3 separate regions of the Mus musculus genome follow, and regions 1 and 2 are each linked to region 3. Evidence: chromatin contacts called from public Micro-C and promoter capture Hi-C data. All regions are on one chromosome and are shown on one strand. Each heading gives the region's core, a stretch centred on a gene start, on an enhancer-like site or on the middle of the called end of the contact. The rest is flanking DNA. Distances are from core to core; before and after follow the strand shown. Region 1 has its middle 22 kb from the start of Gpr156. Region 2 holds the start of Gpr156 (G protein-coupled receptor 156). Region 3 overlaps Fstl1 (follistatin-like 1).

The links. Hi-C and Micro-C count contacts between places; a contact is called where the count stands out from the background. Capture Hi-C pulls out chosen DNA fragments and counts their contacts.
Region 1: a promoter capture Hi-C map of adipose tissue shows a contact between it and region 3. The contact joins two enhancer-like sites. A contact is called at or near these places in 4 of 484 Hi-C or Micro-C datasets (Th2 cells, group 2 innate lymphoid cells, olfactory sensory neurons and 1 more), 2 of 115 datasets of contacts at active chromatin or transcription factors (embryonic stem cells and heart atrium) and 4 of 9 other capture datasets (adipose tissue, embryonic stem cells, liver and 1 more).
Region 2: a Micro-C map of trophoblast stem cells shows a contact between it and region 3, with 4 times the contacts expected there. The contact joins the promoter of Gpr156 here to the enhancer-like site in region 3. A contact is called at or near these places in 8 of 39 promoter capture datasets (the HPC-7 cell line, embryonic stem cells, hematopoietic stem and progenitor cells and 4 more), 6 of 484 Hi-C or Micro-C datasets (Th2 cells, embryonic stem cells, nephron progenitors and 3 more), 2 of 115 datasets of contacts at active chromatin or transcription factors (both in embryonic stem cells) and 4 of 9 other capture datasets (adipose tissue, liver, macrophages and 1 more).

Annotation. Positions count from the first base shown.
Region 1 is chr16:37,892,059-37,896,148 of GRCm38.p6, reverse strand. No RefSeq gene overlaps it. Among named protein-coding and RNA genes, the nearest start is that of Gpr156, 22 kb to the left of the region's middle. RefSeq lists an enhancer at 931-4,005. Within about 2 kb of position 2,533, at least 30 of the 459 cell types and tissues checked have an H3K27ac peak or open chromatin away from gene starts, as enhancers often do. A contact at or near this core is called in adipose tissue and heart atrium, where this site is marked.
Region 2 is chr16:37,913,916-37,917,962 of GRCm38.p6, reverse strand. It overlaps Gpr156 (G protein-coupled receptor 156), which reads right to left and starts at 1,467. Exons shown (of 10, transcript NM_153394.2): 1 at 1,348-1,467.
Region 3 is chr16:37,812,721-37,816,750 of GRCm38.p6, reverse strand. Fstl1 (follistatin-like 1) reads right to left here. Exons shown (of 11, transcript NM_008047.5): 3 at 941-1,045. Among named protein-coding and RNA genes, the nearest start is that of Gm41452, 35 kb to the left of the region's middle. Within about 2 kb of position 2,225, at least 176 of the 459 cell types and tissues checked have an H3K27ac peak or open chromatin away from gene starts, as enhancers often do. A contact at or near this core is called in adipose tissue, heart atrium, macrophages and 3 more, where this site is marked.

The DNA.
Region 1 (4,090 bases), core at 1,284-3,783, 79 kb before region 3:
TGTATCTTGGGTATTCTGAGTTTTTGGACTAATATCCACTTATCAGTGAGTGCATACCATGTGTGTTCTTTTGTGATAGGGTTACCTCACTCAGGATGATATTTTCTAGTTCCATCCATTTGCCTAAGAATTTCATGAAGTCAATGTTTTTAATAGTTGAGTAGTGCTCCATTGTGTAAATGTACCACATTGTCTGCATCCATTCCTTTGTTGAAGGACATCTGGGTTGTTTCCAGCTTCTGACTATTAAAAATAAGGCTGCTATGAACATAGTGGAGCATGTGTCCTTGTTTTATGTTGGAGCATCTTTTGGGTATATGCCCAGGAGTGGTATAGCTGGCTCCTGATGTAATACTATGTCCAATTTTCTGAGGAACTGCCAGACTGATTTCCAGAGTGGTTGTACCAGCTTGCAATCCCATCAACAATGGAGGAATGTTTCTCCACACACTCACCAGCATCTGCTGTCACCGGAGTTTTTGGTCTTAGCCATTCTGACTGGTGTGAGGTGGAATCTCAGGGTTGTTTTGATTTGCATTTCCCTGATGACTAAGGATGTTGAACATTTCTTTAGGTGCTTCTCAGCCATTCGATATTCCTCAGTTGAGAATTCTTTGTTTAGCTCTGTTTCACCTGTTTGGTTGTGTTTTCTTATAATTCTTTAAGGAATTTTTGTGTTTCCTCTTTAAGGGCTTCTACATGTTTACCTGTGTTCTCCTGTATTTCTTTAAGGGAGTTATTTATGTCTTTCTTCAAGTCCTCTATCATTGTCATTAGAAGCGATTTTAAATCTGAATCTTGCTTTTCTGGGGTGGTGGGGTATCCAGGACTTGCCATGGTGGGAGAACTGGATCTGATGATGCCAAGTAATCTTGGTTTCTGTTGTTTATGTTGTGCTTGCCTCTCACCATCTGGTTATCTCTAGTGCTACCTGCACTCACTGTCTCTGACTGGAGCCTGTCCCTCCTGTTATCTTGTTTGTGTCAGAACTCCTCAGAGTCCAGCTGTCGCTATGATCCTGAGATCTGGTGTAAGAGTTCATGGGAGTCAAATTGCCTCTGGGATTCTGAAATCCTGGTGAGATCAAGCTCCTGTGATCCTATGATCCTATGATCCTATGACCTTCCTCTGGGTGTTGTGGGACTTGATGCAAAGCTAGCATCCAAGGTCTGCTCAGGGCACTGGCTCAGACCAGAAGGAACCTGTGCCACTGACTGGGCAGGGTTCCTGTGTCCCTGGATCCCTGGGGGTCCCAGTTACTCCTGGTGTTGGGGCAGATGTTGTGGCCTCCTCACCTATGATCCTGGAGGCATTAGAGCTCCTGGGAGTCCAGCTTCCTCTGGGTGTTGTGGGACTGGGTGCAGAGCTAGCATCCAAGGTCTGCTCAGGGCACCGGCTCAGACCTGAAGGAACCACGATTTACATCTTTACCTGTGTACTTCTATCTCAAGTTTCTTTGCTCCATACCATGTCCTCCTGTCTTGTCTTTCTAGCTCTGCAATGGTTTGTCTTGTTTGTTGGTTGAATCTCCTCTTACACATTTTCTTCAGGTGAAATATATAGGCATTTTTCTCCCACTTCTGACATATCTGCAAATAGATTTCTTTCTCCCTGATAACTGAAGTTTCAACTGGTCATGAATTTCATGAGCTGGAGTCTGTTTCTATGAGAAGTCTGTGAATATTATTGCCTTAACTTCTGGAGAACAGATTCTGTTTGTTTTTTAAACAAGATTCATTTATTTGTGTGTGTATGTGTGTGTGTGTCTTGCCTGCATGTATATACACCACATACAGGAAGTATCTGAGGAGGCCAAAAGGGGGTGTCTTATCTTCTAGAACTGGGGGATGGTCATTAGTTGTTTGCAGGGTGGGAACCTAACCCTTGTTCTCTGCAAAAATAGCCAGTGCTCTTTAATTGCTGAGACTTCTTTCCAGCCTCTGGAATCCAATTCCTGTGTACTGGCTTGTGACCCCTTATCTCACACCCACACAAAGAGTTTCAAGTCTTATCAGGAACTTGCTGGCTTGTGTGTTCAGTCTGGAATGAATTTTCCTGAATGAGCCATTCAGCACAGTGTCTGGGATTTCTCCATCCAAGAACTTTCCTCCATTGCAAGTTTGTTTCTTTTCCTTTATCTGAGCCCTTTGCCTATGCAGATCCGGCAACACAGTCTGCTATACCTCTTAGACTTCGCTCCAGTCTCTTGCTTTAATCTTTGTTCTGTGCTATGGAATATTTTCCGCTTGCTCTTTTAGCCCATTAATTTGGACCCCTCAGTTGTGATTATTATCTTCTTTCATTTAGGTATCAAATTAGTTGTAAAAAAATCATCTCTGACTTTAAAAAAATCACTTCTATATTGCTTAGTGTGTGTGTGTGTGTGTGTGTGTGTGTGTACGTGGAGTTGTGGAAGTTGGTTCTCTCCTTCTGCCTTTGGGTTCCCAGGATTAAACTGAGGTCATCAAGCTGTGTAGCAAGTGCCTTTACCCTTTGAGTCATCTGGCTAGTCGCCTTCTTTGGTTTTTGAGACAGAGTCATATTATATAGTCCGAGCTCTTACACTTGGAATCCTCCAGCTTCTGCTGCCCAAGCCCTGGGTTACAGGCAAGCCTGGCCTCCCTGTCTCTTTAGAAAGCGAGCTGAGCAAGTCAGGGGAAGCAAGCCAGTAAGCAGCACCCTCCATGTCCGCTGCATCAGCTCCTGCCTCCAGGTTCCAGCCCTGCTTGAGTTCCTGTCCCGACTTTCTCCAATAATTAATTATGATATGGAAGTGTAAGCCAAATAAACCTTTTGTTCCCCAACTTGCTTTTTGGTGGTGTCTCTTCATAGCAACAAAACCCTCACACATTTCATCTTGCTGACATATTTAACCTGACTAAGCACCCATCAGAAGAACCTTAGGAAACATGAAACTTGAAACTCACTAAAGAAGCAACCTCTGAGTTGTTTAAACAAGGGTTTTCTTCCTGATGGCTAGGTTGTTCACTACATACATGATGTGTTAACCTCTTCTCAGGCTCTCACTGCTAACCCTATGATTCTGTGATTGCTTAGAATTGGAGAGAAATTCCTACTGCACAACAGAATAAAAATATGTATGTAGTATATATTATAATTATGCCACTGGCATCTTGAAACCATCTGGTTTACTCCTAGCCACTGGTCAATTACCACATGCCTTTCTTTATGGGATGCAGAAATGAAAACCAATTGATTCGCTGCCATCTGCCATTTATTACACTAACTCCTTGGAAGTGACAGAAAGGGCGGAATTTTAATTACAGATGAGGGTACCATTCTCACTAGCTGAGTAGCTAGGCCCCTGGCTACATGCCCATTGGTTTAGGAGGAGGGGGTAAAGGACCTAAATAGGGATGACTAATAGGGGCTTAGTGGGGGCATATAAGAATGTACAAATATTTGAAAGCTGCAAAAACCTGGAAGGTGTTGCACACAGGAAACTGTAGTCTCTAAAATTTAGGAAGAACCTCAGATGTCATTGCTAAGGTTACAAAGATTTTCAAACTAGCAACAAAAAGTTCAAAAATTGTAGAGGCTGTAAAACAGGCTTATTTTCTAAGGAGTTCAGACTCATTTTTACAGACCTTTATTTACTTCAGCTTTAATTAAAAAAAAAAACTATCAAACTGATGGTTTTAAATTCGGTCTTTATATGAAGGGAAAATACATATAAATAATGACATTTTAAGAACATTTTTAGAGTTCTCATGACATCATGTACAACTTTCCTTTTCCATTTAAACCTTCCCAATATTTACAGAATACCTTTTAAAATAAGACCGTTAAGAAGATAGCCTATAGCTGGGCATTGAGGCACACATCTTTAATTCCAGCACTCCAGAGGCAAAGGCAAGGCAGATCTGTAGCTGGATCTGGCTACCTAGTGAGTTCTTCTTTATTCCACCCTTTTAACCCCTTAATGCTAGATAGGAGAGAAAAAAACAAAAGGATAGAGGGGGAAGGGGCGACATTATCCTCAGAGTACTTCCTGCTGATTAGGGGCTATGAGTTCCTTGGAGCAAGTTTGGTCTTTGCTGTCAGGATATCTAATTTCCTGTTGTTGCTG
Region 2 (4,047 bases), core at 218-2,717, 100 kb before region 3:
TTTTTAGTTAACTTCATTCCTTTGCTCATTCTTCCACTCTCTAGGACAGAAGTTGCTTTTAGCTATTTGCCCTCCTGGTCTCTGCTGAAGGACATTCCTGTTTTCCCAAGACTGGGCTTCTCTATTCCCAAGTTTCCATAAAGGCTTTGCCTCTGACCAGACCAACTCTAGGGAACAGAGAGAAGCTAAAGCTGGGGGCAATGATAGAGAAGCAGAAAGAATATGCCAGATACAGTGGTGGTCCTGCAGGGGAATCACACAGACAAAATGGGACCAGGGAGCCCCCTCTCTTTCTGAGAGAGTCCCAACTCAAGCCAGCCTGCCAAGGCACTTTATATCCCAGAGTCAAAGTGTCTACAGCCCCCAGACAAGTGATTCCCTCCTCATTTATCTGGATACACCCATTTGTTCCTTCTGCAGCAGTTAAAACTACAAACTTGGAAGCCTGGCTGGTGTTCCAACTCCTGGGAGAATCCAGCTATTGGTGGAGAAAAGGTGTTTCTCCCCCACCCTCTTTGGCGGCCTTGCTGCTTAATTAACACACCAACAAATATGGTGGTTTTAAACTCCCATCTGAAAACTCTTCTTTTTCAATGAAGTATTCACACTCTTAGCATCTCCCTCCACAGCTTGTTTAAGGAATACACTGGGAAAACAGGTTTATCAGAGGTACCTAGTTCTCATGCATCCAGAAAATAAACAAATGGGTAGAGTGGCTACACCGTCTTCCCTACACAGTTTAATCTCGAAATGTTAACAGGTAACAGAAAGCATTAAGGAAGTAGCACGTGATGCCCAACTTTCTAAGTGGAAGCCTCTACAACACGCTTGGAAACTGCTGCTGGTCAGATCCAAGGATGCTCAGGAGCCTGGGTCACTCCTCCAGTGCCCAGGAACAAAGCCTCCACACAGAACATAGGCGGTGTAGTAAAACTTTCTTCTCAGACTTCAGAGAGGGGGTGGGGGAACGTCAGCTCACCACCCTGCCCTCGGGGTGAGCTTGCACCTGCAGGGTAGATTTGGGGTCACGCTTGGAAATCACCCGAGTGTGGGAAATAGTTCTGAGATCTCCTTTTTGAGCACTTTGTTGCTTATTCAATAAAATAGAGAAGTCACACTGGGTTCACTCTCCCCTCCCCTTTTTCCTCCCAAATTATCAACGCCATCCCTGATGCGTGGCCACGCGCTCTTCCCTACTTTTTGGACTTCTTAAATCATTTCTGAATATCCTGCTCAGGTTTTGAATAGGAGAAGGGACTCCTGCCCTCTCCATTTCTTACTGGAGGTGTCTGTGTCCATAGGGAGGTCCTACAAAATCTGGGGTCTTCAAGGGCGCACTGTGCTCACCTTGCGGGGTCCCCGTCCGCAGAGATGCGCCGAGCCCGCGGCCGGGATTGGGACGCGCGTGCTCTTCCGGTCTCTGGTGGGCTCTCGGGTTTGGAAGGTGGCGGGAGGGACGCGGACCGCGCCCATCGCCTCGTAGACAGCCGGAGTGGCGGCTGTGCGGTGTGCGCGGTGCCCTGCGGGTCGCCTCCTCCTCTGTCTGACCGCCGTCCCTCCTCTGGCGCCACCCCGCGCCGCGACCGGACCCTGCGCTCGGCTGCAGGCCTCTCTACTCCGGAGTCCCTTTACTCCCGCATCCTCCACTCCTCCAAAGACGTCCACTCCTGTTTGAGCGGTTCTCTGGGCGACTTCCTGCTGCTGTGCTCAAAGAGCCGCTTGCAGCGCCGGTCTGAGGAGCCCTGTAGCCCGAGGATGCTCAGACCTCCGGAGCAGGTCCTGTGCCTGGTTCCTCAGTCTCAGATCCCGGTTTCTGGTTTTTTGTTTGTTTGTTTGTTTGTTTGTTTGTTTGTTTTGTTTTGCTTTGTTTTTGTTTTGTTTTGATACGGGGGGAGGTTATCCATTAGCTTTCCCTTGGCCTTTTGCATTTCTCCTTCCCTCTTCTTTTTCTTACTCCCCGCCTTTCCCTCTCATCTCTTCTTTTTCCTCATTCTTCATTTTTTATTTGGGCATTTTTTGATTCTTTACATTGAGCTTGTGTTTATTTTAGAAAGACAAGAATGTTGCTTATAATAGGAATGCGTGTGTGTGTGTCTGTGTGTCTGTGTGTGTGTGCATGTGTTTTCCCGTGACAAGGTTTCTCTGTGTAACAGCCCTGGCTGGCCTGGAATTCACTTTGGAGACCAGGCTGGCCTCGAACTCACAGAGTTCGACTGCCTCTGCCGCTGGAGGGCTGGGATTAAAGGCTTGCATTTCAAACACCACATTTTGACCACATATTTTAGGGACAGGAGGGGAGGGGGAACCGAGTAGGACTTCAGGGTTCAGATCACACATGGTAAGGAGGATTGGCTTTAAAATTTTTTAACCCCTCCCTCACTATTTCACCCAAAGGCTTCTTTTCACAGGAAAATACTTCATTGGAGAGGAAAATATGGGGAAAGAAATGAAGCAAACGTTTTATTCAGGACAATGCGTGTTTCTCACATCTTGTCCTGAATGTGAGACACTGAGCAAAATGTGAGTTTCTGTTCTGTGCAGTTAGATGCTGTCATTGGGGAGGCCCCCTTTGATTCTCCACTTTTGGGGTTACTCAGTTTAAAAGCCCAGGACAGGGATGTTGGAACAATGCCTCATGTGGTAGAGCAATCACTCTGGAAGCGTGAGGACCTGCTGGGGTTCCCCAACAAAAGCCTCTGCCTGTAATCTCAAGGCTGGAGGCAGCGAAGGGGACAGGCAGATTTCTGGGGTTTGCTGGACGGCCAGTTTACATTGGTAAGCTTTAGGTGCAGTGGGAGTGTCTGTCTCAGAATCACTGTGGAGCATAATTGAGGGAGACAACTACCATCAGTGCTCTGCACTCCACGTGTATGCACGCACAGTCACGTTTCTGGCACAGTCTTTCTCCATCACTCTCACTTCAGTGTCCAAAGCTGGATCTTGAGTCTGTCGCTCCCCATTAAGAATTTCCCCTCTGATCTCCGTTGCCTGTTCTCTTACCTCAGACTCCCCCAGAAAACAATAACCAGTTACTCTCACTGCTCTTCTATATCGGACTCCCTTTTCCAGCTTGCCCCCCCCTTCTCCCTCACCCCATTGTCCTTTTTCCATTGAGTTATCCCGCAGCCCCTCAATTACTGCGCACCAATTTTCATCTCCCACCTGGATCTACCATATTTACCTAAGAGGTGTTTCTGGAGACTCTTCTCTGCATTCCCACACTGCTGCCCTTGTTAAGTTTTAATTACCTTGGGCTGGATCATTTTAATAGTTTCCTAACAGGTTTTTTTTGCCTCCGGTCTCCCCACCATCAGCACAGACTTAAGAACGCCACTTTCATAATAAAACAAGCAAACCACCCCCCTAAGCTCACAGTGAGGCCCCTGTGCAATTCTAAGCCTGAGCTCTCACAATTGGGGCGAGCAGGCTGGCTTTCCAACCCTCGGTCCACTCAAGCTTAACTGCTGGGTTCTGAATACACACACCCTGGGTTGTCAAGCCAATTCATCTGTTTCTTTTAGTCCTCCCCACTTCCCTCATCCACATCTTTACCTGTTGACTTGCCCTTCCCCCCAACCTTCAATGTCTGAAGCAAATGCCTTGTCAGCATCATTCTTCCAGAGTTTATCATTCAGATCTGTGAGATGAGTTAATGTCTCCTTCCCAGCATTCTGTGTCTGTAACAGCGCTAGGTTGGGTTGTATGCCCCAACGGGGTGTATCTTCCTGTCACCCTAGCAACTTCCAGAGTGTACAAGACAAAGGATGCTTTTACCTCGGCATCATTCTCCCAAGGCACTGGCCACACATGCTTTTATTTTACTTTTAAAAGGTTTAAATGTATTAAATAATAAATGTATTAATGAATTAAAATTTGTTAAATTAAATTATATTTTATTACTATAAATTATATATTGAAATATATATCATATATAATTTCCTGAAACAGGACTCACGTGGCATGTATCTCAGGCCAACTTCAAACCTATGGCAGCCCTCCTGCTTCAGTCTCCCAAATATGTGATCACAATCTTTTTAAAAAACAGGT
Region 3 (4,030 bases), core at 976-3,475:
ACAAAAACAAATAAACCCAAAATTCAAAAGGTAGAAACTATGACAGACTAGAAACTAGACAAAATATTGATGTACATCCTTTCATGACTCATGCGTCCCTCTGTCCATCCTACCTCACCGATGACTGCATCGTAGCACCCCTTCCTCTCTCAACCTCAACTGTACCCTCCTGTACACCTCTCTGTGTTATATGTGTGGTCTAGGATCCACATGGGAAGGAGAACATGCGTTTTGTTTTTCTTCCTGAGCCTGAATCATCTCACTTAATAGTACACCTTCTAGGTCCATCTATTTTCCTACACATTTCATTTTTCTTTAAAGATAAATAATATTTCTTTTTATATCATTTTAAAAACTATTATTTTATGTATGTGAGCGTACTGTCACACCAGTAGAGGGCATTGGATCCCATTACAGATAGTAGTGAGCCCCTAGGACCTCTTTGAACTCAGGACCTCTGGAAGAGCTGTCAGTGCTCTTAATCACTGAGCCATCTCTCCAGCCCTGAATAATTATTCATTGTCTATATGTCCCACATTTCCATCATCTGTTCATATGCTGATGGACAACCAGACTGGTTCTATTTTCTTGTTAACATCATTTTTTTTTCTTTTTTTTTCTTTTTCTTTCTTTTTTGGTGTTCATGTATGTATTGAGGCCAAAGATCCATATTGTGTTGTCCTTGGTTGTTTTCAGTATAACTTTCTGAGATAGAGTTATCACTATGCCTGGAGCTCATGATTTGGCTGGAATGGTTAGTCAGTGAACTCCATGGATTTGCCTCCTCTCGCCCAGCACTGCGGTCAGTGCCTCCTGCTGCCATGCCAGTCATCTGTGTAGGTCCTGAGGCTGTGATGGCAGCAAGCGCATCTCCTACTGAGCAAGTTCTCAAGGACCCCCTAAACAGTCAGCACCCCCCATGCCTGACACCAGGACTCACCTCAATGCAGAGGCACGTGGGCTCCCCCTTCTCTGTGACGGCACATTCCCTGCCAGCTCCACAAAACACATTGGCGCAGATCTTGGATTTGCTTCTAGGTTCCTCCTAAAACACAGATCATAAAGGATGCCACGTTACTGAGATGAGCCCATCACAGGATGAAACATTGGTGGTAATGACCTTTCAGGCTTGGGGCTTCCGTGTGCCAAAAGTTATCTTTTAGCATCAGACTCACAGGCATTGTTCTGGCTCAGGTACAGGCACTGAAGATTGTTCCCCTGTGAAGAGTGACTTTCTTGCATCCTTCCTCATTAAAAAAAAATACGGTTTGAGCATTTGTGATAAAGCCAGCACTATGCTAAGGGCTAGAGCTACACAGGGCAATCTTTGATCTCATGAACTCTGTGACTCTCAGGGAGGAACACATATACGGAAGGGCCACAGTGGGTGCTCTGGGGAGCAGGGGTGTATGGGAGAATCAGATGGCCCTTTCTGAAGATTCCACACCTTAACTGTCTCTTTAAGGATGAGAAGTCTAAGCTAGGAAGAAATGGAAACACTGGAGACACATCCAGACATCTTAACACCAAGGTATTTACTGCAATACCATCTGAAAGGACCGAAGGATGGTCACCATGTGGATATGCTATGATATCCAGCCACTCTCTGTGTGTACCCAGGCTACAAGATGAAGAGGACCAAACCCACTCCAAAAAGAGTATGGCCCCCAAGCTTCTTGCTGGTCAGGTTTCCTGTTCAGACAGATGTTACAGAACTGCAGGGAGAGGAAGGTCTGTATGCCACATGTGGATTGTGATAGGACCAGTTTGTTGGTGGTACATTCCTTTACTCCCACGACATTCACCCCCCAGCTCTGTGGTAGTGGTGGATAAACAAAGACAGGGATTCCCCCGGGGCCTCTGTTCCGCCAGGCTGGGCTGGCTGAATCACCCAAGGCTTCCAGGCCTTAGACGACTGGGCTGGAGCTGGTTACAAAACAACAAAGACAGAAGAGGCCTACGAATGACTTGGGTAACAGCAAAGTCCACATTTCCAGCCCTTGCCTACAGTGTATCTAAAGAACTCATACCTACAAGGCTTACTGTAACAGTAAATGTTTTAAACGGGGGAACCAGACACACACACACACACACACACACACACACACACACACACACACACACACACACACACACGGAAACAAAGTAGAGGCTTGAGAGGTGATGGGTCCATAATAGCTGCTCTGCTGCCACTTGGAGGCTGCTCTGCAAACTCCAGGTTATTCTTGTCTCCCATAAGCCCCCTTGCCTGCCATGCAGAGCTCTCATTGGTCTAGAACTCATTTGCATGCTCAGATCTCATTGGCTTAAATGCTGTTGCTAAACTAATTTTTTTTTTTAAAATGTTGCTAAGGAGAATTCAAAAAAGCTGGCAGACAGTGAAGAAAAGAGGAAGTAATTCCCAGAAGGGTGGAGGATGGATTTAGATCTTTGTTTCCTAAACAGAGAGGGGGAATAAAATTGAGCAAACTCTTCAGACAGACAGGGCTCTCCCTCTTGTGGGAGCTGTGTCTCCGAGCAAAAAGCAGAGCCAGAAGGGAATAGAAAAAGACAGTGCTGATTGTTATAAAAGACAATTCCAGTGGCCTCTTCAACTTCCCTGAGCTGAACACTTTAACCCCTGGGCCTATCACAGGAGCTGAAGATACACAAATGCACAAATCAGTGAGCTTTGGCATATGTCTGCATTCAAGGAAAAACTCAAATGTTCCCAGTGTGTACTTAACTAGTCCCTCTGATCCTTTAAACTACACATCTCCTCGTCTGTGGGGCAGGAGAAAATGGTGGGTGGGGGAGGGGGCGAGCATGATCAAGGGGACACCTTACAGGGCTGCTTGCAGAAGATCCTGCCGAGTTCAGAGCCTCATCTTGTCTCATGTGCATGTTTATTGTTTAGTTATTGGTGTGTGGGAGGGGCACACCAGTCAGGGCAAGTTTGTGGAGGTCAGAGGATGGCTTTTTGGGTGTGTGTGTGTGTGTGGGGGGGGTTCTCTTTCCATCGGGTGAGTTCCAGAGATTGACCTCTGGCCCTCTGGCCTGGCTACAAGTGTTTTTACCCAATGAGCTACCCCCTCTTCTCTCCTACTGTGGTAAATATTCCTAATAAACACTATTATGTGGAATCTGAATTCAACCCAAGTCATTTGCACAGGTAGCTCACTGACGTTATGTTTGGAGGAGAACACCTTTTTCTTTCACCCTAACAACTAGTACTTGAAGAGTGCAATTAAAAACGTGAATGTTTTCACACACAGCATTTCACCTTACTGCATGGCTAACCTGAGAAGAGCATGCATATGATTATTAGCTCCATTTTACAAACGAGCAATTTGAGGCCCCAAAAGGTCAAATAATTTGCCTAAGTTCCCCAAACTAAAAAGAGAGAGAGAGAGAGAGAGAGAGAGAGAGAGAAACCTCTATTCAGCCCACGGGTAACTAAGAATCCATTTGTAAACACCTGGCTTCCCTCAAAGTGACCTACTATGGTTGGTGCTACTTAAGCGCTCTATATGTTCCTAATTCCAGAGTCATATTATCCCTCTTTTACAGGTAGGAAAGCTGACTTGAGAGGCCCAGTAACAAAAAGCGATAGAGTTGGATGTTCCTCCAACCAAAGGCAAATGATTCCTTTATGTTTGGTTGATTCTTACATCCGTATGCATTAAGGTTAGGGAAACTATAATGGGAATATGGATGTTACAATAGCAAGTGTAAGGCGTTTAGATCCCATATGCAGCACTCATACCCAGCCCCCTTCTTTATCTGCCACGAGTATTCTCTTGCAACCCCCTTCCTTGGGTGCAGACATAAAACATTGAAGGTTAGAATTGTCTTGAGAATTAACTGAGCCGCGCCATGTGCTGTGTAACAGGAAGCGACTGTCACTACAGGGGGTGATTTATTTTCAGTTTCCCCTGCGAAATGATGTCACTGTCACCTTGGACTGTCATGTCCCCATTCTTCCCTGTCTCATTGACAGTGGAAAGGTACGCCAGTGCCGAACTGACAGGATGCAAAATGCAAAGGGCCC